2 separate regions of the Macaca fascicularis genome follow, and region 1 is linked to region 2. A link is a contact called in public Hi-C data. All regions are on one chromosome and are shown on one strand. The core of a region is the stretch at or near the end of the contact, and the rest is flanking DNA. Distances in the headings are between cores, read along the strand shown.

Region 1 (3,869 bases), core at 502-3,001, 110 kb before region 2:
TGATGGAGAGCTAGCACCACCACAAAAGGCAGCCAGGGACAGGGCACTTTTGTTGCAATGTCTTTACCTGACAAGTAAGCAGCACCCAGGAGCCCCTGCCTCCTCCACGGGGAAGGGAGACAGAACCAGCCCCCCAACTCCCCAGGCAGTGGTGTGCTCGAAAGGGCTCAATACTAGCTCTCCAGGCGAGGCCCTGGGTCTGCCCTGTTGAGGTCTGAATGCCCCGCCATGGCCAACGCTAAGCTGCCGATGTGGCATCACTGAACCTGGGGCAGGAGAGGTGCTCAGCAAGGCACCATCACTCACACATCAAATACTGTGTATCTCCCTCACACAGACACAGAGCTAAATAATCAAGATTCTATGTAGCAGGACAATCATTAGGAAGTGATGGGTGTAGGGCATTTATTGCCTTGGGTTTTAACATATTTACTTTATTATAGGTTTATATAATTTGATTTTTAATAATGGCTGCATTTCACCCCTGGCTCCCAAGTTCCTGATCAGTTCGGTCAGTGCCCGTGACAATCTGGGCTGGGTGCAGTGGTGGTGGGTGGAAGTGTGAGCTTTCCAGGAAGCTCGCCGGGCACAGGCTCCTGCTGGACCCCTCCTGGCAGGGACTCCGGGGCCTGGTTCCCCGCCTCTGAGTGTCCACTTCGGCACATGCCTTCCTGAGACGGTCGCTGGGAGGTGTCGACAGTGCTGGCGTCCAGGCTCAGCACAGGCTGGACAGAGTGAGGTGGCACGAGCCGGACACGGCCACTCACACCATAGGCGTTGGCCCATACCAGAGAGATACAGCCACCGGGGACACAGGCGCCGGGGAACCGGGAGGACACGGCCACTCACACCATAGGCGTTGGCCCATACCAGAGAGATACAGCCACCGGGGACACAGGCGCCGGGGAACCGGGAGGACACGGCCACTCACACCATAGGCGTTGGCCCATACCAGAGAGATACAGCCACAGGGGATGCAGGCACCGGAGAACCGGGAGGACACGGGGGACGCAGGCGCCGGGGAACCGGGAGGACACGGCCACACACAGAGCCCTAGGCAGGTGCAGGAAGCCGAGGAGCTCCCCGGGGTTGGCCTGGGAGCCTCTGCAGCCTGCACGATGCTGGACAAAGATCCTTTCAACAAAACATCCTGCTGGACCACAGAGGATGGACAGGAAAGGCCACGCCACAGCGTCGGACAGCACGCTTGGGACAGGCCTGGCTGGAAACACGCCGCTGCACAGCACAGATGTGACAGTGTCCCCCGGTTATCTGGCATGGCTGTGAACAGACACAAGCCCCCACGGGGTGCACGTCTCCACCCACAAGTCTGAGCTTCTGCTTAGCACTTCACGCCCTGAGTGACAATGACACTGGCACGCGTGACCTTGGAACGATCAGGGAAGTCATGGCCCAAAGCTGTGCATTTTCTTCACCAAAATTCTACAGTGAAAGAGCAGGTGCTCCTAACTTAAAGGAAAAAAGGGTAGTCACTAAAAACACCTGGGTTGTTTTATTAGTGTTCTTGACCTGGATGCTTCATAGGAAGGCCCAAGAAAAATATCTCGGAAAGGCACGGCAAGAAAGAGCACGTTCACCAGCCAAGCAACAAGCAGCACCTGTTTCTGACGCGGAGCTGGGCCCAGCACGAAGGGCCCCTGGTTCCCAGGAAACGGGCAGCACAGCCCTGCCCAGGCCACGTCCATCGGCACGGCCAAGACTCGGTGTTAAAAATAGCAACAGCCAGGCCTTGTCAGGCGTCCTCCAAAGAGGAATATCGGAGTGACCTAAAAAGGAATTACATCCTGCACAGCACCCCAGTGGAAGCCCCGTGCCAAGATAAGGCACGCAGAGGGACACGGGAATTTCTCGATAGAAAAAGGCCACTGCTATTTGCCAACAACGCCTGGAAAATACTCTGTTTAAAATCCCTAAAATCCCCGCTGCCCACCCTTGCCCTGGGTGGGGGCTCTCCTCTCCAGGTCCCTTCAGGGCTGGGCTGGGCTGCAACAGGTGCAGGGATCCCAGGAAGAGGTCTGTGTGTGACCAACCAGACCCAGGTTCCCACATGCCCCTGGTCAGACGGCCTCCTCAAGGCGCAGCCGATGGGACCGGCCAGGGCGCACGGAGCAGCTGTGTGGGCAGGGGCCTGTTCTTCTCTCCGCCCTGCACATAGGACACCATGAGTTTCCATGACCTCACCACAGGCAGCCTGGCCAGCCTGTGTGATCTGGAGCTGCCTCTCCTTGGCCCTGCCATGGGGAGGGGCGTGGGACCCAACGCTCCCCACCCAAGCACAGCCCGGAGTTTTAGGGTCACCACGCTGACCACACGCAGCAGCCTTTCCCCAGAGGCAGGGCAAGTGACTTAAGCAAATCTGCCGATGGAGCCTGAAGCTGCTGCTGGAGACACCACGGGCAGAGGTGGAAACGCAGGGCTCTAACCCGCACAAAGTCCTGGCTTGGGCCATCGAACCTCCTGCAAATCAGTTCTAGTTTAAGAAGCACGTCTCCCCCTCCTCCCCCGGTCTCCACACCACCCCCCACCCCCCACCGCCGCACAAGGCAGGGCAAGGTTAAGTCCAGGGTTACGGCAGATGCGACCAAGGCCCCACCCGCTCCCCCACCCTGGCCTGGCTTCCATGATGGTAACAGCAACTGCGGCCTCGCAGCCATCATATAAAAGAACACCTTCTGGAAGCCTCTTTCGCAAGGCCAGCCGCCATGCAGATTTTCACGACAGCCCTTTCTCACTCTGGCCACGGCAAGCTCCCGAAGGGACTGAAGCGATCCCTGACCCTTCAGCCCATCTGGAGCAGGGTAATGGGACCCAAAGTATGAAGAGTCTCATAAAGCCACTGACTCAGCTCCTGGCTCCCCGTCTCAGTGCCCTGATGATCGTTTCTCCCCTCCGACCTTCCCAGTTCCCCCTTTCCACAAGGCCCCCACCCCCCAAAGCTTGCCCCTTGCCTCCACAGGCTCCTCAAACACCTGTCTCCCCCTCCCTTCCTGGGATTCACAAGATCCCGAGAGTTCTCACTGCATGCTCTGCTCAGCTATGCTGCCGAAAACCCATAGACGCCTTCCCCTTGCAGACACCTTTCCATCAAAGACAGCCTCCCCTCATGGACGTCCTCCCGTCATGGGCGCCCTCCCTCATGGACGCCTTTCCCTCATGGACGCCTTTCCCTCATGGACGCCTTTTCCTCATGGACGCCTTTCCCTCATGGACGCCTTTCCCTCATGGACGCCTTTCCCTCATGGACGCCTTTCCCTCATGGACCTCTTTTCCTCATGGACCTCTTTCCCTCATGGACGCCTTTCCCTCATGGATGCCTTTTCCTCATGGACGCCTTTCCCTCATGGACGCCTTTCCCTCATGGATCCCTTTCCCTCATGGATGCCTTTTCCTCATGGACCTCTTTCCCTCATGGACGCCTTTCCCTCATGGACACCTTTCCCTCATGGACGCCTTTCCCTCATGGACGCCTTTTCTTCATGGACGCCTTTCCCTCATGGACGCCTTTCCCTCATGGACGCCTTTTCCTCATGGACGCCTTTTCCTCATGGACGCCTTTTCCTCATGGACGTCTTTCCCTCATGGACACCTTTTCCTCATGGACGTCTTTTCCTCATGGACGCCTTTCCCTCATACCTTTTCCTCAAGGACGCCCTCTCCTCATGGACGCCTTTCCCTCATGGACGCCTTTCCCTCATGGACGCCTTTCCCTCATGGACGCCTTTTCCTCATGGACACCTTTTCCTCATGGACGTCTTTTCCTCATGGATGCCTTTCCCACATGGATGCCTTTCCCTCATGGACGCCTTTTCCTCATGGACGCCCTCCCCTCATGGACACCCTCCCCTCAT
Region 2 (3,883 bases), core at 463-2,962:
CTTAGCTCCCTGGTCTCTCCAGAGACGGGGGTGCCCCCAGGATCCTGGGTGGGACTGAGGCTTGGGTGGGAGGAGCCCTAGAAGGTAAAGGCCATAGGCAATCAGCATCCCCTTTCTGCCCCTAAAGAGCTTCTCAGCATCTTTTTCCTCAATAAATAAAAAATATAAAGTCCTACAGGGCTTTCAACAGACTTCCCTTATTTAAGAACTAAAGAGACACTAAGTGGCAGGGTTAAATGAGGGCACCCTATCCTCTGGCCTTGCAGGGACCGACGGACAGTGAGGCCGGCACCCAGGCATACAGGAGCTGGGGCTGACAGCCAGAGAGGAGGGCCTAGGCTCAGAGGACAGGGACCAGGGGTGGGAGTCAAGGGTTAGAGTTTGGGAAGCAGGCTCAAGGCCCAGGCTTAATGATCAGGATTCAGGATTCAGGATTCAGGGGCAGGAGCGTTTTGGAGAAAGGGGCCAAGGATGGGATCTAGGAACCAGAGTTAGGGGCCGGGTTCAGAATTGGGTTTGGGGCCTGACTCTGGAACCAGGGTTCCAGGTTCAGGGGTCGAGGACAGGGGTTCAGGGCCATAAGCTGGGGCCTGAGCTTGAAATTCAGGGTTCAGAGTCAGGCTAGATTGGCTTTAGGGGCAAGGACCACAGTATGAAGGCTGGGATTCTTGGGCTAGAATTCAGGGTTTGGGGAACAGGGACAGGAGGCTGGGGCCACAGCCCAGTGTCAGAAGTTCCTGGGTTAGTGTTTGTGGTTATGTTTCAGGGCTGGGGTCCAGGGCTCAGGGACCAGAGACAGAGGTTTGAGACCAGGTTCTGTAACCAGGGTTCTGCAGTCAGGATTTGTGATTCCAGTGACCATGGATCTGGGGTTCAGGGCCAGGGTTGGGGATGGGCATTCCAGGGCCAGGGTTCTGAGGATTCGGAAATCAGGGCTGGGGCAGGGTTTTGTGCGCACAGACCCTGTTTCTGGGGTTTGGGTTCCAAGGACTGTTAACAGGGGATCTGACAGGGTTTTAATATTGGAGTTTCCAGGTCAGGATTTGGAAACAGGAGTTCAGAGGCAGGGTCCCAGGGTCAACGGTCAGCTGCTGGAGGATGGGGTTCGGGGTTCAGGGCCCAGGTCTTCAGGTCTCGGGCTTGGGGATCAAGGGGTCTGGGCTCCCAGACTTGGGAATCAGGACAAGAGTCTGGGGTCCTGGGTACAAGGATCAGAGTCTGAGGCCTTGAGGTCTGGAGGTTCAAGGTCCAGGGTCCAGGGCTTGGAGTTCCGGACCCCGGGGTCAGGGTCGGGGGTCCCGGGCTTGGGGTCGGGGCCTGCCGCCGGCGCGGGGCACTTACGTCGTCGAAGAGCGAGCCCACGTTGGCCGTGACCAGCAGCACCGCGGTGCCCGGAGCGGCCACCTTCCCCGCCATGGTGCCCGGGCGGCGCGGGCGCAGGGCTGGGCGGCGGCGGCGGCCGCTTCCTCCGGGACCGGCCGGCCGGGGTCTTCGCGGGGCCGCGGGGCGTCAGCTGCGCCGGGGGGCGGCCCCGGGGCGCATCGCGGGCTCGGCGGGTCGGCCGGGCCTGGCCGGGGCTCCGGCCTCGCGCTCGCTCGCTCGCTCGCTCGCTGCTCCGCGGCCCCGCGCCCGTCGCTCGCCGCCGCGCCTCACAGTGGCCCGCGCGCAGCCATTAGATCCGCTGGGAAAGTTCCCGCAGCCGCCGCCGACTCAGGCTGAGGGCAAGTCCCGCCCCTCGGAGCCGAGCCCAGGGCGGGGCCTGCGCGGGGCGGAGCCTGACTCGGGGTGGAGCCGGGCCTGGGGCGGGGCCCGTGCGGGGTGGAGCTAGGCCCGGGGCGGGGGCTTTGCGAGGGGGCGGAGCCTCGGGGGCGGGGCCTGAGCTGGGCTTAGATCTGAACAGAGTGGGGCGGGACCTGTGGAAGGGGCGTGGCCTGTGCGGAACTTGGGGCCCTCGTGGAGGCGGGGCCTGTCTCGGGGCGGGGCCTACGCGGGGGACTCCTGAGTCCGGCGGCCTGGTACTGGCCGCTCCTCCACTGCGCTCCTGTCAGTCAGGCCCGCAAGGACGCCGCGCCCCCGCTCCGCCCCCCGCACCGCGGCTGCGCACAGACTCCGCCCTTCGCACTTCTATGACGTCACGGCCCTGCTCCGGCCGCACCTCTTAAAGGGGCAGTGTGTTCCCGGCGCCGGCGGCGGGTGCGCTCTCTTGCGGTTCCCGGGGGACCGTCCCGCCACCACGAGTGCGCGGCCGCAGTGGTCCAGCAGCGTACCGGGCGTGCCGGGGAGGGAAGCCCACCGGGGCGGCAGCACTCGCACCTGCAGGGGCCGGGCCACGTGCGCCAGGCTCTCCCCGCAGACGGAGCCTGGATTGTGCAGCTTCCCGGCGCGTCCACCCGGCTCCCGAGCCGCGACTTCACTCACGAGGAGCGGCTGCGGCCCAGAGAAGACAGAGGGGAGGCGGCGTCAGGCCGGGAGTCCGCGGGGCGCACCCTGATGTCCCGGAGGCCAGGCTGGTCTCAGCGTGGGGCGTGCGGGGAACCCTCGCAGGGACTAAAGGGGCTCGGCGGGGAGAGGGGCTGGTGAGGGTCCAGGAGCGCAGAGCGCGGAGGAACAGCCGGCTCGGCGCGGGGCCCGGGGCAGCGATGCTGATCCTGGCCGCCGGAGGTGCCAGGGCACGGGCTGGACCCTGGGTCTGAGGCCGCGGGGACACCGCTGCCCTGAACAGGACAAGCTTGTAGACGGAGGAGGAGAACCACATTTTTCATCTTAAGCTTCTAGTAGCTACATTTTTTAAAGGTAACAAGTAATAGCCAAAATTAACAATACGTTTTACTTAACGCAATAGATAAATACATCATTCAACATGTAACCAGTATTTAACAACCTCAGTTAGATTCCTTCCCAGGAAGGCTTTGCACGGGCACCTGAGTCTTGGCAGCAGCCCACAAGGCCGCTTCCACTGATCTGCAGCCCTGTGTGGCCAGTGGCCACCATGCAGAGCAGGCACTCCAGAGGGTATTGTGGACACAGATTTAGGGGTGGCCAGGGCCTGGCAATGGGCTCTAGCGAGGCCAGTCTCCAGCTTCTTAGTAAACCGCCAAGGCAATGCCCAGTGACATCAAAAGGGGCTTGTTCTGTTCTAGGATGACACCCGCTGCCAGGGCAGTGTGAGAGGGAAGGTGCTGCAGGCTCGGGCCTCAGGCCTGCGCAGAGGCGGCATCACCAGCTTGTGTTAATACCTCCAGGGTTCCTCCTTACAGCCATACTGAGCCTGACTCCAGCAAAATCCATTTGATGTATAAACCAGTGTCTACTTTATTCAGTAGTTGCCTGCTACAGACTGAATTCTGCCACACACACACCTCCCCCAAGTTTATGGGTTGAAGCCCGAACCCCCAGTGTGACTGTTTGGAGGTGGGCTAGCGGGGGTAACTAGTGTTAAGTCTCACAACAGGGCTGGTGTTTAACAGAAAGAGCTCAGTGCTCTGCCCACCCTTACATGTGCAAAAGAAGCAGCAGTGTGAGTGAACAGTGGGAAGTTTGACCCCAACCAGCCACAAACCCCGCACCAGAAACCCAACGCTGTTGGAACTTGATCTTGAACTTCCAGCCTGCAGAACTGTAAGAAGTAAAAGTCTTGTTTCAGCCTCCCAGCCTGTGATATTTCACTACAGCAGCCGAAGCTGACTGACGTAGTGTCTTATTTTTCTTTTTAACAAAATCAGTACATGCCAAGGGTACCCTTAGTAGAAACCAAATGTGGGGGTGTCACTGATCCCTGGAACGTGCTTTCTGAGAAGGGACATTGCCTTTTCACCTCTCCCCACAGGCTGTGCCCTCACACCCTGCTGAGGCGGCATTCCCCCATCCCCTGTGCCCTCCCTGC

The links. A called contact is a pair of places that touch in the nucleus more often than the background predicts.
Region 1: a Hi-C map of skeletal muscle shows a contact between it and region 2, with 4 times the contacts expected there. The contact joins the enhancer-like site here to the promoter of INPP5A in region 2.

Annotation. Positions count from the first base shown.
Region 1 is chr9:141,707,528-141,711,396 of T2T-MFA8v1.1, reverse strand. The region is part of intron 2 of INPP5A (inositol polyphosphate-5-phosphatase A); the gene reads right to left. Among named protein-coding and RNA genes, the nearest start is that of INPP5A, 110 kb to the right of the region's middle. Within about 2 kb of position 1,751, at least 2 of the 6 cell types and tissues checked have an H3K27ac peak or open chromatin away from gene starts, as enhancers often do.
Region 2 is chr9:141,601,028-141,604,910 of T2T-MFA8v1.1, reverse strand. It overlaps INPP5A (inositol polyphosphate-5-phosphatase A), which reads right to left and starts at 1,712. Exons shown (of 16, transcript XM_065521648.2): 1 at 1,342-1,712. The coding sequence starts at 1,416.